2 separate regions of the Mus musculus genome follow, and region 2 is linked to region 1. A link is a contact called in public ChIA-PET data. All regions are on one chromosome and are shown on one strand. The core of a region is the stretch at or near the end of the contact, and the rest is flanking DNA. Distances in the headings are between cores, read along the strand shown.

Region 1 (7,151 bases), core at 2,977-5,476:
CTGTCAAGTCACCTGGACAGGAAAATACCCCTCAAAAAGTTGTAATTTGAAACACATGTTATGCTGAACCACAGATACACAGGGCTCTATTAGTGTAGTTGCTAACTGACCCTTAGTTGGAACGTGGAACTCTTGTTTCCCTTGATTTTTCTTTTCTTGGGTACCAGTCCAAATCGCCAGCCTGCTGTCCTGATGTGAGGTGCTAGGCATGCTCCTTCTCTCTCTCTGAAGAAACATACCTCCCCGATTTGGAGCTTATAGACTTCCACTGTTGGTCTTCCCTGCTGTCTTGGTCCACAACCAGAAAGCATGACCCACTCTCCTTCCTCTTGGTATAGTCTTCCCCACAGTTACCAGTTTCCAGCTGTTTTCCCCCTCTTCTGTCTCTCTTACTCTCTTTCTCCTGTTTCCTGCTTATTTCTTTCTTGCCCTCTTAGACTCTTCTCCCCCCACCCCCTATGGACATGACCAGCCTCTATTTCTCTACTATCCCCTTCTCTCTGCTTTTCTCTGTCTCTACTACCCTCTTAACCACCTTCCCATGACCAGAAACAACTCTACTATACTGTCCTGTGGCTGGTCCCTCTGGGGGAAGGGATGTCTCAGCATGGGCTCCCTGAGAAATCCCCTTCCCCCACACCTCACCATACCCCAGAGAACAGAGTTTTTTTTATCTTCATCTTTTTATAATCACAACATGGAGGGATGCCTCAGCATGGGCCTGCTGAGGTACCCCTTCCCACCATATCATACCTTGCTCTATAAAACATGTCCTTGGCTTTATAAAACACATCAGTATCTGCTTTCAAACCAAAGAATATATCACCTTATTACAAAAGGGATAAAATAAACTATGCCTGAAACAATTAAAAAATAAAAGTGAAAGATTCTCTTTCTGCAACAATGAGCTATTTCTGTGAAAGTCTGGAAGGGACATCCAAGCCTTCCATCTGACAACCTTATAGAAATCTCCTTAACTGTGTAGACTCAACTTCTTTTGAGGTTTCTGTTTGCTTTGTAGTTCTGAAAGCCTTGTTGGATCCCATGGTTAAGGTTCTCTGAGTATGAGAGAGCTGGGAGGAGAAGGGAGTTTCCAGAATTTATCAGAAACAAACACAGCTCAGTATGAGAATAACTGTTGGCACCCTTGCCAAGCCCTCTCCAAAGCAGCTCACTAGACAGCGCAAGCTGCCTGTACATCTATGACACCTTATGGACTCATAAAAATTTCCCTCAACAGAGGAATGGATACAGAAAATGTGGTACATTTACACAGTGGAGTATTACTCAGCTGTTAAAAACAATGAATTCATGAAATTCTTAGGCAAATGGATGGATCTGGAGGATATTATCCTGAGTGAGGTAACCCTATCACAAAAGAACACACAGGATATGCACTCACTGATAAGTGGATATTAGCCTAGAAACTTAGAATACCCAAGATACAATTTGCAAAACTCATGAAACTCAAGAAGAAGGAAGACCAAAGTGTGGATACTTTGTTCCTCCTTAGAATGGGGAACACAATACCCACGGAAGGAGTTACAGAGACAAAGTTCAGAGCAGAGAAGGAAGGGAGGACCATCCAGAGACTGCCCCAACCAGGGATCCATCCCATATACAACCATGAAACCCAGACACTATTGTGTATGCCAGAAAGGTTTTGGTGACAGAACCCTGTTATAGATCTCTCTTGTGAGGCTATGCCAATGCCTGGCAAATACAGAAGTGGATGCTCACAGTCATCTATTGGATGGAACACAGAGCCCCTGATGAAGGAGGTAGAGAAAGTCTCCAAGGAACTAAAGGGGTCTGCAAACCTATAGAAGGAACAACAATATGAACTAAAAAGTACCTCCCAGAACTATGTCTCTAGTTGCATATGTAGCAGAGGATGGCCTAGTCAGCCATCAATGGGAGGAAAGGCTCTTGGGATATTGCGAAGACCATATGCCACAGTACAGGGGAATACCAGGGCCAGGAAGCGGGAGTGGGTGGATTGAGGAGCAGGGCAGGATGGAGGGAAGGTATAGGGGACTTTGGGAATAGCATTTGAAATGTAAATGAAGAAAATATCTAATAAAAAATAGCATAGGAAAAAAAAAAGAACCTTAAGGCAGAATAGAATAAATTGTTTCCCAATACATTAAGAATATTTTACAAATAAAAATATTCTAGTTCTCAACCAAAAAAAAAATTCAAATTCAGGGCCTAAGGAGATGCCTTATTCATGAACTGTTTGTTATGCATGCATGAGGGTGTTAATTTGGATCTGCAGTGAAAAGCTGGGCATGGCAATGTGCGCTCTTAATCCCAAGGCTGGGGTGAGGTCAGAGACAGCAAAGCCCTGAGGCTCACTAGTCAGCTAGTATAGCAAAGCAGTGAGGTCCTGATTCTGTAAAAGATATTTCAAAAAAACCAAAAAATCAGAGAGCAATAGAGGAAGACACCCAATGTCAACTGCAGACATCAGCAAATATGCAGAGGTGCACTTACGCAGGCTCACACACACATGTGCAAACACAAATACCCACACACACATATGTGCACACACACACACAAACACATGTCTCTCTCTTTCTCAATATAATACAGAAGAGAAACACAGGGAAAGGAACACACAGGTTTATCCTGATGTTTTGTAGATTCAGTTGAGTGCTGAAGTGAACAAAAGGCTTTAGCAAGTGTTAGAGAGAGCCCTGCTCCTGCTGCTCCCCTCAATCCTGTCTCAGCAGTGCCACTCAACTGACAAGAACTGGACACATCCCTGCTCTGTTCCAGACCAGAGACTCCCCTGGCCTTAGTGGAATCCAAGAACCTGCTGACATGAACTTCTTCCCAGTCCTGGTGTGGACTCTGTGTGTGTTCTACCTGGGCCTGCAAATGGGTGGCCATGTGGACCCAACAGATGAATAGGGGGAGAGTTCACTGAAGTAGAATTAAGGTACCAGTTTACCTCCATGCTGCTGACCTGCTCCTTTGTCCCTTTATCACTCTGAGTTCTGCACCAAATGTCTAGGAGAGTAAATTAAGGACCCTGAAGCTAGGTGCCTGGATATGGCCCAGTCTCTGAGGGGTACTCCCTTGTTTAATCCTTCCTGTGAAATCACAATGGATCGCTCTGCAGCTCCCTGCCCCCCCCCCCCCCGCTTTGTGTTTCATCCTTTACAAATGGTGTTCAATCTCCCATCAGAGACAAAGTTCAGATCCCAAACTGGCTGCCTTCCTAAGGGCTCAGAAAATAAAGCTTTCATTTTTAAGCTTCCATCTCAGAAGTGAGTTTTCTTAGCTTCTACCCTGAACACAACTCCTACTTACTATTCTTTAATTACTTCTTTAAAATCAGTTTTTAGATCAACTGTTGTGTTTTCTGAAAAAGAAAAAGAAGCCAGGGATATGTGTGGTGGAGGCGTGGTATGTTGAGGTGGTAGGTGGTGTCTCAGAGGGCACATGCTGAGGAATCCTGTCCTCCTGAAGTACCAGCCACACAATTGTATAGTATAGAATAGAGTTTATTTTAGACATGAAGAGGGGATTTGAGAGGGTAGTAGAGACAGAGAAAAAGGAAGGGAGGAAGCAGGGAGAGGAATGGAGAAGAAAGAGGGTAAGAAAGGAAGAGAGGAAGATTTCAGGGAGAGAGATTGAGGGGGGGGGGGCAGAGTGGACAAGCAGCCCTTTTTATAGTGAGTCATGTCCACCTGGCTGTTGCCAGGTAACTGTGGGGCAGAGTCCAGAAGAAATGGCAACAGTGATGGTTCCTGTTTTAGAAAACACAGGTTTAAAACATTAAAGCTCTTCGCTCAAGAAGCACCTGGAATTTCCCCTGAGAGAAGCACACTTGCAATCCTCCCAGATTGTGTCATTTCCACTGATGGGGCCCTGGGTTTACTGTGCTTTATCTGTGCCTAGAAGGCTGGAGGAAACTGGAGATGGGTTCCAAAGAAAGAGAATGTAAACTCTTTCCACAGTGGAGGCCTGCTGTCCCTTGGCTGCAACACAGTTTCTCACTGGCTTTTTCTGACACTAAGCATCCTCTGACCTCCCCTTCCAGTCTTGGGCAAGTTAACAATGCCTTGGTTTACTTTACTTTCAATTTTGTTTTTGCTGCTGCCTGTGTGAGTGTGTGTGTGTGTGTGTGTGTGTGTGTGTGTGTGTGTGTGTGTGTGTGTGTGTGGTCAGCTCACATAAAGGAGGAGCAAAGAGAGCAGGAAGTGAGGAGAGCAGAAGTGAGCCTGAGGAGGCAGCAGCAGCTGAGAACTGCACTTGGACCTGTGCTGTGGGACCAGGTATATTTACTTTTCCTTTCTTTAAGGAGCAACTTAGTCTGGACCCCAGCTTGATTTCCAAGTCAAAGTGGCAACTGAGGGAGGGGGAAGGGAGGCGGGTTCTGTGCTCTCTGGTCTGCAGGGGGCTGTGGCTGGCTTTAGGTCTAGGAGGTGAGTTTCTTTCCTCTGACAAAGGACAGATACAAAGTGGCAGCCTGACACTCCTGGCTGCCCTGCTCTGTTGGTGAAGCTGTGGGAAGAGCCCTGGTCCTGCCTCAGCTGGGACCACAGCTACAGCTCCTGCCCTGGTTCACAGCCAGATGAATGTCTTTCTGTGGAGGAACCTTGTGAAGAAAATTCAGCAAAAGGGCTTGGCAAACATCTATTTGGACATAAACTTAGTTTCTTCCTGACGTACTTTTTATTAAGTTTAGTAAGTAGATAGCAAAGTTGTCTCTTGATATTTAGTTTTTGTTTTGTTTTGTTTTCTTTTTTTGGAGGGGGTGGGGGAGATATAGAGATCCCATGGGCTCTATGCATTTTGTTTGGGCTGCTCTTCTTATCTCATTAATGGGTCTAAGCTGCAGAGAGACTGTCTTGTGGAATCAAGTGACTTCTGGGGATTGTACACATTCTCTGCCCTTGGCATAATGTCCTCTTGCTTATCTGGGACTGAGGGCAGGGGAGGCAGGTTATGTGTTGTCTGGCCTGCAGGGGTCTGTGGCTGGCTTTAAGTCTATGAAGGTCTATGAAGTTGGGTAAAGTAATTAATTGTATTCCCTTCTCTGGCTGAAGAATATTCTATTGTGTGTGCTATCAGACTGTGTTAATGTATGCATCTATTGGTGATCTGTTGATGGGAGACTGGGCTGTTTCCACATTGTGGGTATTGTAAACACAACTGCGATGAACAACACAGATCAAAGGTCCATCCAAGTCCTTGTTTGCTAGTTTGTTTGTGTTGTAATCAAATAAGAGTTGTTAGATCATATGAAACTATTCATTTTCTCAGAAGCCATGACTGTTTTCCCTGAGGGAATATTCTGTGTTTTTAGCTGCAGAGTACAGACACCTGAGTTGTTTAAATTCCAGGTGACATGTATTCATTTTTGCATTGTGTGGTAGCTATCCTGATGAGTATGAAGTGATGCCTTGTGGTTTGATTGGGACTTCCTCAATGTTTGTCACAGGGTCTGAAGAATTATTGAGGAACAATATCATGTAGCTCTTAAAATAACCTAGTCCGTGCTGATGCAAACATCAGCAAAACTAAGCAATTAATTTCAAATGATATATATGTTAGCCCAAAGCAAACCTCAGCCTCAGTGAGTTATAAGAAGCCAAATCACACACGATCATGTGACTCTAGACTCTGACACCAGGTTCTCCAGCCTGGCAAAGCAGAAATCATGTAAAGAAAAGTTTATTTTGCATCCAATGTTTCCCTAATATAGCCTGATTGACATTCTATCCTAGGAACTAAAGACACTAAACCATTCACTATGGTACTTCCCTGTTTGTACACTGCATCTTTTTCAAATAATTTTTTCTTAACTTCTATAGTTCTCTTGTGCCAGATGATTAGCAATATTGAATATTATCTTGTGTGCTCTTGGATGTTTGCAGGCCTTTTCTGCAGATATATCCATCTCCTCAGCAATTTTCTCAGTTTAGAACTGACTTGTCTATGATGAGTTGTAAAGGAACTTTATTACACATGTGATTTACAGGTCGTCTTCACCCATTCTTGAGTTGCCCTTTTACTTTCTTTATAGAATGCTCTGGTGCACAACGGTTCTTAATCTTACAAAGTCTGTTTTCTCTATTTATTTGCTCATGTTGAGGTTTTATTTTCATGTTCAAGAAATAATCTTTACTTGAAACACAAGTTAGGTAAAACTGAGATCAGGTTAGCCCCAGGTTAGCCTGTTGCAATTAAGCTCTGTGTTGCTTCCTGCAGACAGGACCTGTGTCAGGTAGGGTGCAGGTAGGCACTAAAAAGTCTAACAAGGACACATGTAATTCCCACCTTTTATTCAGCTGTACATCTCAGTGTAATTAATTGGTATTGCTCACAGTTTCTACATATTTTCAGCCATATAGAAATCTATTCATGGATATACCAAGGCCTGTGAGACTACTAGTCTGCCACTTTGCTGGTTGTTTGCTGGGTTGACCTTGATGAATATCACTATGGTTTAGATTTTATTATACTGAATTAAAGCTTTATAGATGAGAGCAGCCCATTTGTTACAAATGCTTCTTTAGAACTTTGAAGAATAATGAAGAGAAGGAGGCCATCTGGACTGCAGATTCAAGGATACATGCTGCCAGATGAAGCTACACAATGCCAACAGGAAACCTACAAAGGTCACCAACTGGTCTTAGCTGCTGAGCCATTGGGTGTCAGTGAGGCAGAGAATGACTTTACTCTCTTTCTCCTATTATAGATTCATCTACGTTGGCAGGTTGCTATGACCCAACCACAAATGGCTCCCATTTGTCTTGTGGAAAACCACAATGAACATCTGTCCGTGAACCATGAAGCCATAGAGATTCTGGAGAAGATTTCTCAGCCAGTGGTAGTCGTGGCTATTGTTGGATTGTACCGTACAGGGAAGTCCTATTTGATGAACCGTCTGGCAGGACAGAATCACGGTGAGTGGCATGCTGTGTACCAGCCAAATGTTTGACTGTGTCTGTCACATTTTCTTAATTCTTATTCCCAATTATAACAATGGACAGCAGAACTCCTTTTTAGCAAAGCCACCCTCGCATGCTAAATTGAATCCCTTCATTGCTGCTCCCCAATAATCTCTCCTGTGCTCTTCCCTTCCATTCTGTTAAAGAAAATCTCCCTTCTCAGTGCTCAAGATGAGGCCTTTT
Region 2 (7,535 bases), core at 3,307-5,806, 190 kb before region 1:
CCTTGGCTTGCAGAAGTTGGGGTAGGCTTTTGCCCAATGACCTTGCTGACCACATTTGTAGCAGGTACCTGGTTGTCTCTGAGTCTTAGAAGACTGTGAGTCTGGCCGGGGCAGGGGCTGGGGTTGGTCGGACAGCCTTTGCCAGCATATGGTATTTTTGTTTGTGGACTTTCTCATCTCTCCCATGGTACACTTTGTAGTCCAGTGCTAAGACTTCTCCCTGTGTAGTAAGGGGTCCCCTCTCCAGCTTTTTAAGTTTAGCTCTTATGTTGGGGGTAGCCCTGGGAAAAGAAGTAGGTCATCAGGAGTTGCTTACTTTCTGGGCTTTCAGGGTCCAGATTATTATATTGCAATAAAGCCTTTGTGGGGTGTTCTGAAAATCGAGATGGATTTTCTTGCTTGTCCTGGACAACCTCTTGGAGCTTTTCAAAATTTACCAGCTTTAAGGCTGCCTTTCTTAGGCCTACCAAAAGGCATGTTATAAATCCTGTCTCTGGATAAAATAGCACCTGCAAAATTATAATCCCATCGAGGATCTTGGTCAGGCACTGCCCCTGATCCAATTGGTTACCCTCTATCTGTTTGATGAATTTCATCTGCATGTGTTCTCACTTGCTCCCAAACTTGCCTGAATTCCTCAGGAAGCAATTTATTAGTAAGTATCATATGTATATCATGGAAAATCAAGCTGTAAGATTGAGTAATAAATTTAAACTCTTTAATAAAGGCTGAGGAGTTAGAGGTATAAGAACCTAGCCTCTTTCCTATCTGAGGAAGTTCACTCAGTGAGAAAGGAACATGTACTCTGACAAGGCCTTCTACCCCAGCAACTTCTCTTAGAGGAAGAACTGTTGTTGGGTCAGATGTCCCTGGTGGGGAAGGACTTGGGGGTTTGACTATGGCCTTAGAGTGAGTGATAGGCAGGTGAAGTTAGGTTCCGATGTAGAATGTTTGGAGGGACCTGCAGCTGATACAGAAGAAGGGGAGTTAGAGGTAGCATGCTCTGGGGTATCTAGGTGAAGAGAAACTTAAGTAGCACTTTGGGTTTTCGGTGGCATGGAAAGAAGTCTGCTGAGGAAAGGAGGTGGTTCATTAGCTGGATCTAACATCGTGGTGTCATCTGGCAGAGGTTGTGTAGGTTTCATGGCTAAGAGGAGTTGGATTGGAGAACAAGGAGAACACATAGAAGGACTGGAGTGAATACAGATGAAGGCTTTAATATAGATAACCTTTTTCATTTGCCAGTTTGCTGACAGAATATATTAATATCCCTTTAAAAGTGAGATCTAGGGTACCATTAAGTGGCCATTTGGAACCATTATCTAGTGGGTACTGAATCCAGATGTTATTGCACAGGTATATTAATTTTGATACCTTCAAGTGGAGAGTTAGCTTCAAAGTTTTGAGATTTTCCAGGATGCTACACCCACTCCAGTGAAGTCTGCCTGATAGGCCCAGAGGCCTGGAAGCAGCACTCACAAGGCAAAGAGTTTCAAGGAAACTCAGCCTCCTGGAACCTTGGCATTCTCATAACCCATATACTCAAACTCTATCCCTGTGTTACTATGGTGTATGCTCTCTTTCAGTATTGTTTTATTATAAGATCCTTCAAAGATTGAATTTTAACATAGGTGAGCCTCCATCAGAGTTCCAATGTCCTAGAAAATCCTTGAAGCCAATGAGCTTGGAATTCAGCAGGAATTCAGTAAGAATGTTACCTATTCAGTAACATTTAAATTTATTTCTAGTAGAGATGGTGAAACTAATTAGGCATTACAAAGAACGGAGCTAGAATAGTTCAGGGCTAGTCTGCAGAGTGATTACTTATGACAGTAGCCAGTCTCACCCAAACAAGGGAATACACAATGGCCTAGTGAATAGGTGGGTTTACCATGAAAGAGTTAGGGAATCCCCCTGAGACAGGTTTCCTCACCAGGCCCAAAGAAACAGCATAAATCAGGCATTTACTAAGAACCTCTGGTGGTGGGCTTAACAATAGTCTAGCATTACAGTTGGCTCCCACCTTAGTGGTAAAGGCGACCTTGTCCCTGCCATCTTTTGATGTATACATTCCTTTTGTATTGTGTCACTGTAACTCAGTGGATGTGTCTCACCTGGTTTCTTGTTACTCTTCTGTATAAAAAGTTTGATGATTGATTTGAAAAATTACACTCAAATTCAACATGCTCTCTCCTGTCTTATTGTTTGTCATTCGCCAACTCCTTTGCCCATCTGCAACTAGAGACCCGTTCTGCGCAGATAGGAGACCCAAGAAAGATCGGGATAGTCTGCAGCACCAGGAGACATCCCAGTGGGGTTCCTGCGGGTACATTTGAAGACATCTTATTATGCATTTGGGGGTTACTGGAGTATTCCTACCAGTGTCCCGAGAACAATCCAGAAACCAAAAAAGAAATCAGCCAGGCTAGATGTCCAAGTTGTAATGGGGGCTTCTAATAGCCCTGGGCTTACTGTGGAAAGTGCCCTACTCTGGATCCAGGGATTTTAAGCGGCTGCAAGAGCCCCGGGGGGGGGGGGTTGGGGGGTGGGGGGTGGGTGAGGAGGATGAGAGCAGCTTTTTGGGGGGGGTGGTTGGTCACCCAAACAGTTGATGTCTTAACTTGTATGTCAGCTGGAGGCGTGACTGTAAAATGCCAACCTCTTAGTTCCCAGAAAAGGCTGGTGAGGCCCTATCTGAGAAATTAGAGGCCCTCCAGCCAAGCGATCCTACCAATTAATATGCCAGTGTCTGTGAGAATTTTAGCGAACTGGTAATTAGAAGTGTGGAAGCCAGGCCTGCAAGATGAACCAGGAGGGCACAGCTTTCATGGTTGAAGTACCAGCAGATATCGTGTTGGAAGAGGCAGTGTTGGCAGCTGGGCTCAGCAGGGGGTAGAATTCTGGCTCAGTCCACTGCTGGTGGTCACAGCTGCTCTGAGCATTGAGGCTCTTACAGCAACCTCAGCCAGCTGCCATTTGCTGGCCCACTTGGCCATGGTCCAACACCTCCACCAGGGTCCTCCTGCTGCTGTGCTCTGCAGCGGATGTTCCCTTAACCTCTGAGTTTTCCCAGGTTTTGGCACCAAATGATGTGTTAGAATGGCGGGTCTCATCTCAACAGCACACTAGGCCAAGGCAGTTCAACGTGGAAGTGGTTGTATTGGAAGGGGGAGACAAGGTCGTGTCAGAAGGAGAAAAGGGGGAGAGAGAGTGAGGAAGGGCCGTTCTCCCTCATTTATATGGAAAATGATTTAACACAGGTAAAGGTGGGAGTTAGCCAAGTGGATGCTGGGAATATGGTGCCTGTTGTCTTGGCAAATAGTCTGCAGGTTGCAGGTCTTGCTGTCATCTATGTGATGTCATAGTTTTGGGATGTTCTGATGCCAATACAGTCTCCAAGGGACCTCCCTTGTTTAATCCTTCAGGTGAAAACACAATGGCTAACTTGCAGCTCCCCTTGCACTTTGTGTTTCATGCTTTACAAATGGTGTTCAATCTCCCATCTGGAACAAAGTTCAGATCCCAAACTGGCTGCCTCCCTAAGGGCTCAGAAAATAAAGCTTTCATTTTTAAGGTCCCATCTCTGAAGTGAGTTTTCTTAGCTTCTATCTTGAACACAATTCCTACTTACTATTCTTAAATTACTTCTTTGAAAAAACAGTTTTTAGATTGACTGCTGTGTTTTTTGAATAAAAAAAAAGAAGTCAGGGACATGTGTGGTAGAGGCGTGGTATGGTGAAGTGGAAGGGGGTGCCTCAGAGGGCCAGTGCTGAAGCATCCCTTCCTCCTCCTGAGGTACCAGCCACACAGTTGTATAGTATAGAATAGAGTGTATTTAAGATCTGGAGAGGGGAGTTGAGGGGGTTGTAGATACAGAGAAAGAGGGACAGAGAGTGGGGGAGGAAGGAGAAGGAGGGAATGAGAAGAAAGAGGGTAAGAAAGTAAGAGAGGACTATTAGAGAGAAAGAGTGGAGGGGGGGGATGGACAAGCAGTCCCTTTTATTGTAAGTCAGACCCACCTGGCTGTTGCCAGGTAACTGTGGGGCAGCCCAGAAGAAATGGCAACAGTGATGGTTCCTGTTTTAGAAAACACATGGTTCAAACATTAAAGCTCTTTGATCAGGAAGCACCAGGGATTTCCCCTGAGAGAAGCACACTTGCAATCCTCCCAGATTGTGTCATTTCCACTGATGGGGACCTGGGTTTACTGTGCTTTATCTGTGCCAAGAAGGCTGGAGGAAACTGGAGATGGGTTCAAAGGAAAGAGAAAGTAAACACTGTCCACAGTGGAGGCCTGCTGTCTTTTGGCTGCAACAGAGTATCACACTGACTTTTCTGACAGCCAGGAACCTCTGACCTCCCTCTCAACCCCCCAGCCTTGGCTAAGTTACCATTGGCCTTATTCTACTTTATTTTCAGTTTTGTTTCTGCTGCAGCATGTGATTTCTTTCCACTGTGTGTGTGTGTGTGTGTGTGTGTGTGTGTGTGTGTGTGTGTGTGTGTGTGTGTGCTCACATAAAAGAGGAGCAAAGAGAGCAGGAGGGAGGAGAGCAGAGGTGATTCCTAGGAGAGAGAAGCAGCTGAAAACTGCACTTGGACCTGTACTGTGGGGACCAGGTATATTTTAGGAGCAACTTAGTCTGGATCTCAGGTTGATTTCCAATTCAAAGTGGCACCTGGGGGAAGGGGAAGGGAGGTAGGTTCTGTGCTCTCTGGTCTACAGGGGGCTGAGGCTGGCTTTAGGTCTAGGAGGTCAGTTTCTTTCCTCTGATAAAGGACAGATACAAAGTTGTAGCCTGACACTGCTGGCTGCCCTGCTCTGTTGGTGAAGCTGTGGGAAGTGCCCTGGTCCTGCCTCAGCTGGGACCACAGCAACAGCTCCTTCCCTGGTTCACAGGCAGCTGTAGGCAGAGGAAAGTCTTTCTGTGGAGGAACCGTGTGAGGAAGATTCAGCACAAGAGCTTGGCAAACCTCTATCTGGAAATAACTTAGTTCCTACCTCACTGACTTCGTATTAAGTGTAAGAAGATAGTCCAGTTCTCTCTTGATGTTTATGTTGTATGTGAGATGTAGAGATCACGTAGTGCTATGTGCATTTTGTTTGGGCTGCTAGTATTATCTCATACATGGAACTAAGTTGCAGAGAGCCTGGTTTCTGGAGTTAAGTGACATCACCTGTATCTAACTTCTTAGGATTCTGCACATTCTCCTTCCTTGGCATAATGTCCTCATGCTCATCTGGGACTGAGGGCAGGGCAGGGGAGGTAGGTTATGTGTTGTCTGGTCTGCAGGGATTCATGGATAGCCTCAAGTCTATGAAGTTCTATAAAGAAGTGTGCAGTAGAATTGTATTCCTTTTTCTTGCTGAATAATATTCTAATTTGCATGCTATCAGACTGTGTTAATGTATGCATCTGTTGGTGATCTGTTGGTGGGAGACTGGGCTGTGTCCACATTGTGGGTATTGTAAATACAGCTACCATGATCAATACAGCTCAAAGGTTCATCCAAGTCCTTGTTTTCTAGTTTGTTTGTGTTGTAATCAAAGGAGAGCTTTTAGGTCAAACATAACTATATATTTTCTCAGAAGCCAGGACTGTTTCCTGTGAGGTAATATTTTGTGTTCTTAGCTGCGGAGTATAGACATATGAGATGTTTAAATTCCAGGTTACATGTATTTGTTTTTGCCTTGTGTGGTAGCTGTCCTTGTGTGTATGAAGTGATGCCTTGTGGTTTGATTGGCACTTCCCAACTGTTTTTCAAAGCCACGTTATAATGAACACTGGGTCTGAAGAATTATTGAGCAACAAAACCAAGTAGCTCTTAAAATAACTTCATTTATGCTTAAACTGCAAACATCAGCAAGACTAAGCAAACAATTTCAAATAAATATGTATGTTAACCCAAAGCAAGCCTCATCCTCAGTGAGCTCTAAGAAGCCAAATCACACATGATCATGTGACTCTAGACTCTTACACCATGTCCCTCAGCATGGCAAAACAGAAATAGTGTAACGAAAAGTTTCTTCATTTTGCATCCATGTTTCCCTAATAAAACCTGATTGCCATTCTGTCCTGGGAACAGAGACATTTCACCTTTCACTCTGGTACATCCCAATTTGGACATTACATCTTTTTCAAGTAAGTTTATTTAAAAATTTTATAGTTTTCTCATACAAGGTGATTTGTAATATTGAGTACTATCTTGTGTGCTCATGGACATTTGTAAGCCTTCTCTGCAGAAATTTCAACCCAGTGCTTTTCTCAGTTTAGAACTGAGGTGTCTGTGATGAATTGTAGAGCCACTTTGTTTCAGATAGTAACCCTTTATCACACATGTGATTTACTACAGGTCTTCGTCACCCATTCTTGGGTTGCCTTTTTACACGCTGTATAGAATGCTCTGGTGCACGAATTTCTTTTTTTTTTTTTTCCATTTTTTATTAGGTATTTAGCTCATTTACATTTCCAATGCTATACCAAAACTCCCCCTTACCCACCCACCCCCACTCCCCTACCCACCCACTCCCCCCCTTTGGCCCTGGCGTTCCCCTGTACCGGGGCACACAAAGTCTGCGTGTCCAATGGGCCTCTCTTTCCAGTGATGGCCGACTAGGCCATCTTTTGATACATATGCAGCTAGAGTCAAGAGCTCAGGGGTACTGGTTAGTTCATAATGTTGTTCCACCTATAGGGTTGAAGATCCCTTTAGCTCCTTGGGTACTTTCTCTAGCTCCTCCATTGGGAGCCCTGTGATCCATCCATTAGCTGACTGTGAGCATCCACTTCTGTGTTTGCTAGGCCCCGGCATAGTCTCACAAGAGACAGCTACATCTGGGTCCTTTCAGTAAAATCTTGCTAGTGTATGCAATGGTGTCAGCATTTGGAAGCTGATTATGGGGTGGATCCCTGGATATGGCAGTCTCTACATGGTCCATCCTTTCATCTCAGCTCCATACTTTGTTTCTGTAACTCCTTCCATGGGTGTTTTGTTCCCACTTCTAAGGAGGGGCATAGTGTCCACACTTCAGTCTTCATTTTTCTTGAGTTTCATGTGTTTAGGAAATTGTATCTTATATCGTGGGTATCCTAGGTTTTGGGCTAGTATCCACTTATCAGTGAGTACATATTGTGGGTGCACGAATTTCTTAACTTTACAAAGTGGATTTTTTTCTATTTATTTGCTCATGTTGAGATTTTGTTTTCATGTTCAAGAAATAATCCCTACTTGAAACACAAGTTAGGTAAGACTGAAACCAGGTTAGCCCCAGGTTAGCCTGCTGTAGTTAAGGTCTGCATTGCTTCCTGCAGTCAGAACCTGTGTCAGGTGGGGTGCAGGTAGGCAGTAAAAAGTCAAACAAGGACTCATGTAATTCCCACCCTTTAGTCAGCTGCACATCTCAGTGTTCATGTAATTCTTGGGAACTGTTCACAGTTTCTACATATTTTTAGCCATCTTAAAATCTATTCATGGAGATACCAAGGGCCTAGAGCTAACTAGGCTGCCATTTTGCTGTGCTGTTCTGGTTTTGACAA

What was found. ChIA-PET counts read pairs in DNA pulled down with a chosen protein or histone mark.
Region 2: a contact with region 1 is called in an RNA polymerase II ChIA-PET map of memory CD8 T cells, with 25 read pairs. The contact joins the promoter of Gbp10 here to the promoter of Gbp8 in region 1. A contact is called at or near these places in 2 of 115 datasets of contacts at active chromatin or transcription factors (effector CD8 T cells and memory CD8 T cells) and 1 of 9 other capture datasets (liver).

The regions. Positions count from the first base shown.
Region 1 is chr5:105,050,636-105,057,786 of GRCm38.p6, reverse strand. Gbp8 (guanylate-binding protein 8) reads left to right here and starts at 4,226. Exons shown (of 10, transcript NM_029509.4): 1 at 4,226-4,286; 2 at 6,716-6,923. The coding sequence starts at 6,740.
Region 2 is chr5:105,236,554-105,244,088 of GRCm38.p6, reverse strand. It overlaps Gbp10 (guanylate-binding protein 10), which reads left to right and starts at 4,556. Exons shown (of 11, transcript NM_001039646.2): 1 at 4,556-4,617.